Linked DNA regions of Sus scrofa: region 1 is linked to region 2. Evidence: chromatin contacts called from public Hi-C data. All regions are on one chromosome and are shown on one strand. Each heading gives the region's core, a stretch centred on a gene start, on an enhancer-like site or on the middle of the called end of the contact. The rest is flanking DNA. Distances are from core to core; before and after follow the strand shown. Region 1 holds the start of TERF1 (telomeric repeat-binding factor 1). Region 2 holds the start of RDH10 (retinol dehydrogenase 10).

What was found. A called contact is a pair of places that touch in the nucleus more often than the background predicts.
Region 1: a Hi-C map of skeletal muscle shows a contact between it and region 2, with 7 times the contacts expected there. The contact joins the promoter of TERF1 here to the promoter of RDH10 in region 2. A contact is called at or near these places in 3 of 47 Hi-C or Micro-C datasets (heart right ventricle, liver and skeletal muscle) and 1 of 2 datasets of contacts at active chromatin or transcription factors (alveolar macrophages).

Annotation. Positions count from the first base shown.
Region 1 is chr4:62,829,803-62,835,022 of Sscrofa11.1, reverse strand. TERF1 (telomeric repeat-binding factor 1) reads left to right here and starts at 3,564. Exons shown (of 10, transcript XM_005663028.3): 1 at 3,564-3,923. The coding sequence starts at 3,617.
Region 2 is chr4:62,597,907-62,603,163 of Sscrofa11.1, reverse strand. It overlaps RDH10 (retinol dehydrogenase 10), which reads left to right and starts at 2,183. Exons shown (of 6, transcript XM_021089230.1): 1 at 2,183-2,684; 2 at 4,340-4,575. The coding sequence starts at 2,396. It overlaps RPL7 (ribosomal protein L7), which reads right to left and starts at 734. Exons shown (of 7, transcript NM_001113217.1): 1 at 701-734. The coding sequence starts at 714.

The DNA of each region.
Region 1 (5,220 bases), core at 2,315-4,814, 230 kb before region 2:
TTAAAGATAACCGTAGTTATTATGGATCTCAGTCTACAAACTCAAGTTTGCAAGAAATACAATTTCCTTACTTTACTCACGGGATGACTTTAAAGTCAGCAAACTCAAAATTCTCTCTCTACACACTCCTTCCTTCGCCTTGAACTATTAGACTCCATATCTTTTAAAGTGGTTATTAAGGGAATGATATATTATAAAATTTTCTGCCAAAAAAAAAATCCCCCATCTCAGAATGTTTATTAGTTACACGTAAGTTTTACTGAAATGCCATGTGTTTGATTTATCTACTGTACCATTAAAATATATATGGCTAAAGTGTTACTGGGACTTTATGAATTAGTTATAAGTTTTATTGTAGCTATTTTATATTTAATCACTGTTGAGTTTTCTTTTCATAGCAATGTTAAACTATTATTTCAGGAGTTGAATCCAACTAGGAACCACGAGGTTGCGGGTTTGATCCCTGGCCTTGCTCAGTGGTTTAAGGAACCTCCATATGCCGTGGGTGTGGCCCTAAAAAAGACAAACAAAAAAAGCTATTATTTCAGAGGTATAAATCTACCATCCATCCTGATGGGCAGGTTTAAAAAAATTATTGTTTTTTCTTTAATGAGAGACTTCCTCCTCCTCCAGCTGTTTTCTGGCCCATAATCCAATAAGACTGTATTATTGACTGTCTGTTGGGATAGGACTTTAAAATTATTATTATTATTATTATTATTATTATTTTGACCTCAAACACAATAGATGGTAGTTCCCAGGCCAGAGATCACACCTGCGACACAGCAGTGACCTGAGCTGCTGCAATGACAATACTGTATCCTTAATCCACTGCATCAACAAGAGAACTCCTTAAAATAACGTTTTTATCCACTCTAGTAGGACAGTGCTTCTTAACTTTTCTTCAGTGAACTACCAGTAAGGAAAGAGGCCAGAGAATACAGTATATAGCTGGAAGTAGCCCCAAACTAAAATTTTGTTGACAATTATGGTTAAATCCTAACCAGAAGTATACACTTTTCATTCCACTTCATTACATATTATTACTTGATAGATAAAAATGTTTCATTTCCCTGAATCTTTCAGTAAATGATTCCACAGGAAAATTCCCTAGGTTTAGTTTGTGGCTCTGAATAAATTGGTTGACATATTTAAGAATAACCATTAACTCCCTGCTGGGAAGAAGCAAAGGAGGATTGGAGGAAAGAAAGAAGGCCCCATCTGAGAGACCTGCGTGACAAAAAAGTTCCAGTTTGGAAACCTGGGGTTTGTTTGCTAAATTCACAATGAACTGCAACTCTTAATCCCTTAGACCTATTCCTCTGTATTGTTTGTAAACAGGATTTATTGCCATAGGACCATTAGAAGCTGAAGGAACAATTCCTTCTACGGTGTTATTACCATACACAGTATACAGAAGAGAACATGAAGGCATGATTCACCCAAGGTCACACAGCTAGTGGGTTAACCGTAGTGGATGGATATTCCAATCTAGGCATTCTTTTTTTGTTTGTTTTTTGTTTTTTAGGGCCCAACCAGCAGCATACAGAAGTTTCGAGGCTAGGCTAGGGGTCGAATCAGAGCTACAGCTGCCCGGCCTACACCACAGCCACTGCAACTTGGAATCTGAGCCGAGTCTGTGACCTAAACCACAGCTCACAGCAATGCCAGATCTCCAACCCACTGATGGAGGCCAGGGGATGGAACACGCATTATCATGGATATTAGTTGGATTTGTTTCCTCTGAGTCACAATGGGAACTCCCCAACCTAGGCATTCTTAAAAGACATAATATAGTGTTTTAATGATTCAACATTTAAACTATAGCTTTAAAGCAATAATAAATGTGTAGGAGTTCCCATCCTGGTGCAGTGGAACAAATCTGACTAGGAATCATGAGGTTGAGGGTATGATCCCTGGCTTCACTCAGTGGGTTAAGGATCCCGTGTTGTGGTGAGCTGTGGTGCAGGTCACAGAGGAGGCTCCGATCTGGCGTTGCTGTGGCTGTGGTGTAGGCCGGCAGCAACAGCTCCGATTAGACCCCTAGCCTGGGAACCTCCATTTGTGCAAGTTCGGCCCTAAAGGAAAATAATGATAATAATAATAAATGTGTAAAATTAAAACATAAAGGCTTTGATGATGTTGCACGTGCTATATAAACAGAAAGGTTTTTTGCTGTTTTTTGTTTTGTTTTGTTTTTTTGTTTGTCTTTTGTCTTTTTAGGGCCAAACCTGCGGCATATGCAGGTTCCCAGGCTAGGGGTTGAATCAGAGCTACAGCCTGTCTGCCTATGCCACAGCCAAAGCAACACCGGATCCAAGTCATGTCTGCAACCTACACCACGGTTTACCGCAACTCCAGATCTTTAACTCACTGAGCAAGACCACGGATGGTATCCGCATCCTCATGGATACTACTCTGGTTTATTAACCACTGAGCTATGACGGGAACTCCCAGAAAGGTTTTTAAAGTAAACTTTTTTCAATTAGAAGGCACACACTGAAAAGTGCATATATCACGTTCAATGAATTTTCATAAAGTGATTACACTGATGTAACTGTGACTCAATAGATAAATAGAACATAGCCAGATCCCTCCCCCAATCCTTTCTTGCGCTCAAAGGTTAAGTTTCAAAATTCAAAATAAGTGTTCACTTCTTGTGCCCGCTGAATTCTATAGTCTGTTTAGGGACCTGACTGACATCATTTCCATAATAAAACACTCTTTTTTTTTTTTTTTGCCTTTTCTGTCTTTTTAGGACGCCACCCGCGGCATATGGAGGTTCCCAGGCTAGGGGTTTAATCGGAGCTGTAGCCGCCGGCCTATGCCACAGCCACAGCAACTCGGGATCCCAGCCGCGTCTGTGACCTACACTGCAGCTCAAGGCAACGCGGGATCCTTAACCCACTGAGCGAGGCCAGGGATCGAACCTGCAACCTCACGGTTCCTAGTCGGATTCGTTTCCGCTGCGCCACGATGGGAACTCCAAAATACTCTTTCTAATTCTCAAAATTTGGTCCCCAGACTATCAGTCTCAGTACCACCTTCGAATATTCAGACCTATGGAACAGAAACTCTGGGGGAGAAGCCCCGCAATCTGTGAGGAATGATTCTGATGCCAGTTCAGGTTGGCGAAGCACAGCTCTAACTCTGTTGGAACAATGTGGGTTCATAATCACACAGTACCTGCTAAGTGAATACGGGGATAGAAAGTGTCACGCTTAAATAATCGTGACAAGTTTTAATCGCCTCTTTTTGAAGCACACTGTGCATAAAACCTTTTTCCATTTTAACCAACCGTGTTCTAGTCAATGCAGCATCGTACCATGAGGATAAAACTGCCCCACCGCTTCCAAACCTCTCGCCACACCCAATTTGAACTTGTTTGGTTTACCAACAAAGAGGCGGCCCTGAACTGCGGCGAATTCAAGGTCCAGCTGTGAGAGCAGCTCTAGGCCAATCAGAAGCCAGACTCAAGTCGCTGGTCCTTCCCCGCAGTGTGATTGGTGGGTTTTCGCGGGCGGAAGTGATCCTCCGCGGTCCCGCCCTTCGCCCTCCAGAGCGAGCCAATCGCCGGTCGGCGTCAGGAAGGTCTGAACGGCGCGAGCTGTTTAACATGGCGGAGGGCACCCCCTCAGCGGCTCCGAGCCCGCGGGGTCGTGCGGATGGCGAGGATGCAGAGCTCCCGGAGGAGCAGATGGCAGAAACGGCGAGAGAGGATCAGGAGCAGTTTGAGTGCCAGGAACTGCTCGAGTGCCAGGTGCAGTTGGGGGCTCCCCCGGAAGAGGAGGACGCTGGCCTAGTGGCTGAGGCCGAGGCTGTTGCTGCTGGCTGGATGCTGGATTTCCTCTGCCTGTCCCTTTGCCGGGCGTTCCGTGACGGCCGCTCCGGCGACTTCCACCGGACCCGCGACAGCGCAGAGGGTGAGTGCCGGGCGCACCCGAGCCGAGGCCTGGTTTGCAGTGCTGTGCCCCGGCAGGGCGGGCGATTGGGCTGCTACGGCGCCGCAGCGGGAGGCCCCTGGTTTGGATACAAACGTTGGCTCGAATCCCGCATCCGCCTCTTAACAGTTTCTCAAGTGTTGTTTTTCTCCTCGGTAAAGTAAGATCAAGACCCATTTAGAGTAGATAGAGCACTGAGTTAAAATGTACAAAATTTTAACTAACTCGGTGTCCTATTCCTTTTGTTTCCATTGGCGCTTGTGTTGCTTTCCTCGACTGAGGTACTCCTGTAATGGCATTTATTTAGCAAGTCACTGTGACCTTGGCATTAGTGTTTTCTATTACTTTATTTATTTATTTGTTTGTTTTTTAAGGCCGCACCCACAGCATATGGAACTTTCCAGGATAGGGGTCCAGTCAGAGCTGCAGCTCGCCTACGCCACAGCAACAAGGTATCCAAACCGTCGATCCTTAGCCCACTGAACGAGGCTAGGGGTCGAACCCGCGTTCTTATGGATCCTAGTCGGGTTCGCTACTACTTAGCCACTACCGGAATTCCAATGTTTTCTAATACTTTGTAAGCTTTTTAAACCTCATTTGGCTTGCTTGCCCACGGTAGGCTTCTGAATAAAAGTAATTGACGATTAAGTTCACCGCCTGGACAAGACAGCCTGTAAATGATGGACAAAGACATTGACCTGTAGGAAGGCTGGCTGACTTTTTGAATGATAATCGGAAGATGCTCTGGTATTTATCTGAGTCTGAACTCAACTTATTGCAGCTGAGTACACCCCCCAGGATAGTATTTAATAGGAAATTAAATATTTAAAAAACGGTATTGACAGAGTTTCTCTTCACAGTTATACCTTCAGTTAGGCAGGTAATCTCAGTTTATAGAGTTGAGCAACCTAAAAGTATGGATAAGTTAAAAGGGTTGTTCCAGGAGTTCCTGTCGTGACTCAGCAGTAAGGAACCTGACTAGTATTCATGAGGACGCCAGTTCGATCCCTGGCCTCGCTCAGTGGGGTTAAGGATCTGGCGTTGCTGTGAGCTGTGGTGTGGGTTGCAGATGTGGCTGGAATCCCGCGTTGCTGTGGCTCTGGCATAGGCCGGTGGCTATGGCTCTGATTAGACCCCTAGCCTGGGAACCTCCATATGCCACGGGAGCAGCCCTAGAAAAGGCAAAAAAAAAAAAAGAAAAAAGTATCAGACAAATTTCAGTAGAGAGGTACCCCAAAAATTTCAAGGTCATCAAAACCAAGGAAGATCTGAGAAACTA
Region 2 (5,257 bases), core at 934-3,433:
TCACAGCATCGCAGCATTCCCCTGTTCTATCTAAAACGCTGTCTCAACGCTATTAATGCCTGTGGCTCTAAATGTATTTTCAATTGCCGTAGCACGCCCTGTTGCGAGAAACAGATTTGAGGGAACTTCTGGGCCATTTTACCCTACTTTCAACACAGACCAAGAGTCACAAAAACAGTCAATTCAGACTTAATCTACCATCAGTTCCAGGCTCCCACAACAAAAATACAGACAGCTAAAATATGCGACTGATGCAAGACAATGACAGCGAACTACCAATCAATCTAAAAAGGTGTAAGAATCTCAAAACAAAACCTCAACTGCCGCCCCGGTTCAAGCCTCAAACTCCACATGCTGTAAGTAAAGGCCGGGGGGCAGGGACGCTTGGGGCAAACAGCAGCCACGGAAGAACCCAATTCAGAGGCTCTGAGTCTCCCTGAAAAGAAGGGAAACTGGACAACTGGTCAGTCCCGCACACATTCAGCGCTCACACCTTGCTCCTGGTGTTTCCAAAGCCTCCGCCCCAAGGCCGCCGGAATCTCATCTTAGCCTGAGACCACCGCTAGTGTCACACAGCGTCACAAACACCCATATAGGCTGGCAAAAGTACATGCTACAATCGGACCGGGGGAAAGGGAGACAAAAGGTCTCTGGTTTCGGGGATGGAGAAGGATTCTGGAGAAGACGAGGAGCAACTTACTCTGCGCCCTCCATGGTTCCAGCCGGGAAAGAGGAAGTTAGCGCATGCGCGCTGTCCACTTAAAGTCGGCGAGCGTGAAGCCCCACGACTCATAGGTGTCCCAGGATAAGCCAGAAAAGAATTCAGAAGTGAGAATTCGCCTTGCGGACGCAGAATTAAGAACTTCCTGATTCAGCGTCGTACGACCAAGTTTCGAGTAAAATTCTTATGGGAAAAATGAATGCATTGGTTAGACTCTTTAATCAATACGATGAGAGCAAAGAGTGCTGACGCCTAGACTATTTGGGGTCCTAGTCCCTAGGCTGCGTTGACAGAATACGGCTCGTATTCTACCCAGTAATATTGCAAATGACACGCCAACAAGGCGCGAACTACAAATCCCGGCATGCATCACTTTCGTTGCCCGTCCGGCGGGAGGGCAACACTTGACCGAGACTGTAGGGAACCACGGTGGTGGTGATTCCAGCCGGGGAAAGTGAGAGCCCTTTGGCCCACCTTCCAAAGGACCAACTACGATTCTAAGCCTCTCCGGCTTTTGATCGCCTTCTCGGCTCTTTCCCAACCCTAGTGGCAGACAGGCACGACGGTTGCCGCGCTGCTGAGGTCCTTCTCTTCGTTCCTTCAGCCCGCAGGGCTGTCTTCTGCAGCGCCTGATCGCAGGCGGGGCCGCCCAGAGCCCCCTGGTTAACCAAAGTGACGAGTCAGGGACAAGCGAGGACCCGACGGCCGGAGGAGGATGGCCGGGGCACTGCCGACCGTCGGGCTTGGCAGGCGGAGGCCGGGACACCCCACGGCAGGGGGCGTGAACCGCGAAGGGAGGTGCGAGGAGGGCTGGAGGCTGCAGCCACGGCCCTGTGAGAGGGGCTGCCCCGCCGCGGTTCGGCGGACGACGGGCGGGCGGGCTGGGGGCTGGGCCGGGGGCGGGGTGCGCCCGGGGCGGGGAAGGCCGAGCGGAGGGAGGGCCGATGCCGCCGCCGGCTCTTCCCGGTCGCGGGTTATATAGCGCGGAGTGTGGAGCCCTCTCAGAGGCGGCCGGGAGCGCTCCGACTTGCAAGCGGCGCTGTGCTCCGGAGCCCGGTGCCCGAGTGACAGCCGCGGGGAGTGCAGGGCAGGGGGACACGAGACCGCGGAGGCAGCTGCAAGCCGTTGCGGAGCGCTCGCCTGCGCGGAACGAGTCGCCCCTTCCAGGCGTTCCCGCTGCCCCGCACCCCACTCTCCCACCCTCTAGCAACTTGGGTTAAGTTGACAACTCCGCGGCGGCCGGCCGGCCCGTGCCGTCTCCGCTGTGCGCCCCTCCCCCGGGGTGAGAGGGAGCCGCAGCGCCGGCTCCGGGGGCGCTCGGGCGGCGGCAGCTTGGCCATGAGAGCCACGCGCGCCGCCTAACTCGCGGCTGTCACCGCCGCTGCAGCGGGACCGGCCGGCGGGGCGGGCGCTCCGGGACGGGCGGGCGGCCGCCGGCAGGAGGCGCCGAGTCGGGTGGCTGCGGCGGCGGGCACAGCCCGGGGCCACCGCGACGAGCCCGAGCGGGAGTGGCGCCGCGCACTCTAGCCCGGCGGGCACCTCGGGGGCGGGCGCGGGGCGCTGCCTTCTGTCCCGGCCGCTCTGACAAGCGCCCCGGGGCCGGGAACCGGGCTGCGCGGCACGGGGTGGGCGCGGACGCGGGCGCTGGGCTCCTGCGGAGACCCGGCCGTCGCGATGAACATCGTGGTGGAGTTCTTCGTGGTCACTTTCAAAGTGCTCTGGGCGTTCGTGCTGGCCGCGGCGCGCTGGCTGGTGCGGCCCAAGGAGAAGAGCGTGGCGGGCCAGGTGTGCCTCATTACGGGCGCCGGCAGCGGCCTGGGTCGCCTCTTCGCGCTCGAGTTCGCCCGGCGCCGGGCGCTGCTGGTGCTCTGGGACATCAACACGCAGAGCAACGAGGAGACGGCGGGCATGGTGCGCCACATCTACCGCGACCTGGAGGCGGCGGACGCCGCGGCGCTGCAAGGTAACTGGGACCTGCGCCCGAGCATTGTTGGGTCAAGCCCCTTCCCACCCCCGCGTGCCCTTCCCCGGAGAGCCCCGAAACCCCACTGTCACTGTCAACCTGGGTCTCGAGGAAGAGAACACCCCCCTCCCGCCCCAGCCCTGTCTTCTGCGAGTGGAATTTGCCCCCTGATAAAGGAACATGATCACCTCTGCTTTAGAAGGGAGAAAGTGCGCCAAAACCTTGTCTTAAAGGAGGTCCTGTCCTTTAGGGGACGACTCTGGGGTTTCGGAAGCCCTCGGGCTAAGGCAGGCAAGGGAACTTGTTACTACCAGTTTGAATCCTAGAGAAATGGGAAACTAGTGTCTTTGCGAAGTTGTTCTCAGAGTGGACTGGTGGTGCATGTGTGCTGGTTCCTGAGGTCTGAACCTCAGAAACTAGGGCAGCATTTGATGATTTCACTCTAACTTTAGCCAGAGGGAAATAATTACATTGTTTCACTAGAGATAAGTCAGTACTTTAGTTACGTACTCAGCCTGATTGAAAGATACCTCGTCTCTTAAGGAAAAACGCTTTGAAGGATTTAAGCCTTATTGTAAAATGCATTCCATCTTTTTGGTAACTTTTGGAAAGTCTACATTTCTGGATATTTATTAACCTGAATCTGAGATTTTTTTTTAGCCAAAGCGGAGACCATCACCAACCATAAGTATTGATCCAGGAGAGTTGATAATGGCTCTTGCTTTTTTTTTTTTTTTTTTTTTGGCACTTCTTCATTTCCAGGGAAAACATTTAACTATATCCAGAAGATTAATTTGAGCAGCACCCCTCCCCCATAGCCATCATTTGTCACCAAAATTACTGGCACCTGCATTTTTAGGTCAGAAAAATCAAAGGTCAAATCTGGTACATTTTCAACATTGGTATGAGGGTAGCAAAATACAGATTTTTGTGCTCTCTGTGGAAACCTGAAAGAGAATGGTATTTGTTTCCAGGGAAGAGATTTCGGTTTTTGGATTGGGTTCCTTTTGTGGTAAAATTGCATATTTATCTGTAAACTTGATTTATGTGAGGGTGCTTTTTAGAGGAATTTAACTACTCCAGTTAGAACAAACCAGCATGTGACTCTTAATTTTTCATGAGACGCCTGATGTTTATTTCTTGGCTTTGGATGAATTCAGATAATTAATTACAGTATTGATTTGTGAGCCTTGAGGTGAGCTTCCACTTGAAGGGTACTGGTACTGAAGTAAGAGCCTCTTTTGGCCACTGTTCCTCCCAGAAGAGGAGTGTGTATAGCGTGTGTGTTTGGGAGGAGGGGTTGCTGCTCTTGGAGCTGAGATCAGTTCATTCCAGGTGTCTTTAGCTCCAGGAAGCCGATCCCTCGAGGTCCGACTTGCATTGGGCTTGTCACAATTACATGATTTTCCCCTAAGCAAAGTTATCCAGTAAATTGCTGTAATTCCCAAAGACTTTTGGGGGGAGGAAGGCAGCTGTAAGTTCAGTCATTGGCAAGCCTTACGGTGTTAGAAATTTGAAGCTCACTGTAGTATTTTTGTTTTGTATGATCTTTGTCCTGCTGATGGCCACATGACTCACGTTTTGCAACCCCCCATCCTTCTCTGTTCTGTTGTGTTTTTTTTTTTTCTCCGCTTCATCTGGACTTCTGAGGACAGCTGGCAATGGTGAGGAAGAAATTCTGCCACACTGTAACTTGCAGGTTTTTACCTACACCTGTGATGTGGGAAAGAGAGAGAATGTCTACCTGACAGCGGAAAGGGTCCGCAAGGAGGTTGGCGAGGTCTCAGTCCTGGTCAATAATGCCGGCGTGGTCTCTGGGCATCACCTGCTGGAGTGTCCTGATGAGCTAATCGAGAGAACCATGATGGTCAATTGCCACGCGCACTTCTGGGTAAATATAAACATCCTTGTTTTTAATACTGGGCCCTCCTTAGCAAGGAGGTTGGGAAAGAGCGAGACTTCAGTACCAGCCTGAAAGCCACCTGCACACTTTCACCACAAACTCCCTTCCAATTTGCTATTCCCTCCGGGTGAATTACAGTGTATGCTGCTTACTATTAAATCATTGTTTTCTTTCTTTCTCTCCCCCCGCCCCAATCCAGTATTTCTGGAGAGGGTAGAGGAGTGAACATTTTGAACTAGTTTGAAAGATTGCCATAAAAATAACAAGAGGGAGCATAAAACCCTGGGTTTATTTATTTTACTTTCTGTTGAGTTTGTAAAACATTGGTTGTTCTTATGAATTTCTAAAGTCAGAGTTTAGGCTTCCAAATGACTGCTCAGCCACATTTTAGAAAGTGCCAAAGACTCTGAGATCAGCGTTTGTGGCCCAGCGGGAGTGGTCAGGCCACCCTGGCAGTCACTTACCTTCTGTTGACCACCCCCGGAGTCTCTGGCATTGTCCTATTGGGGTACATCCCAGAACGTTCTCAGCTGAGAAGATGCATCTCTTTGGAGAACAGAATTCTCCCTGATAGGACCCTAGAGTCCCTGTAATAGGGGACGGGGAGCTCGAGAGACCTGCCAAAGCAGCGACTTAGACCATATCAGCTCTTAACCATCAGAGCTGTTAC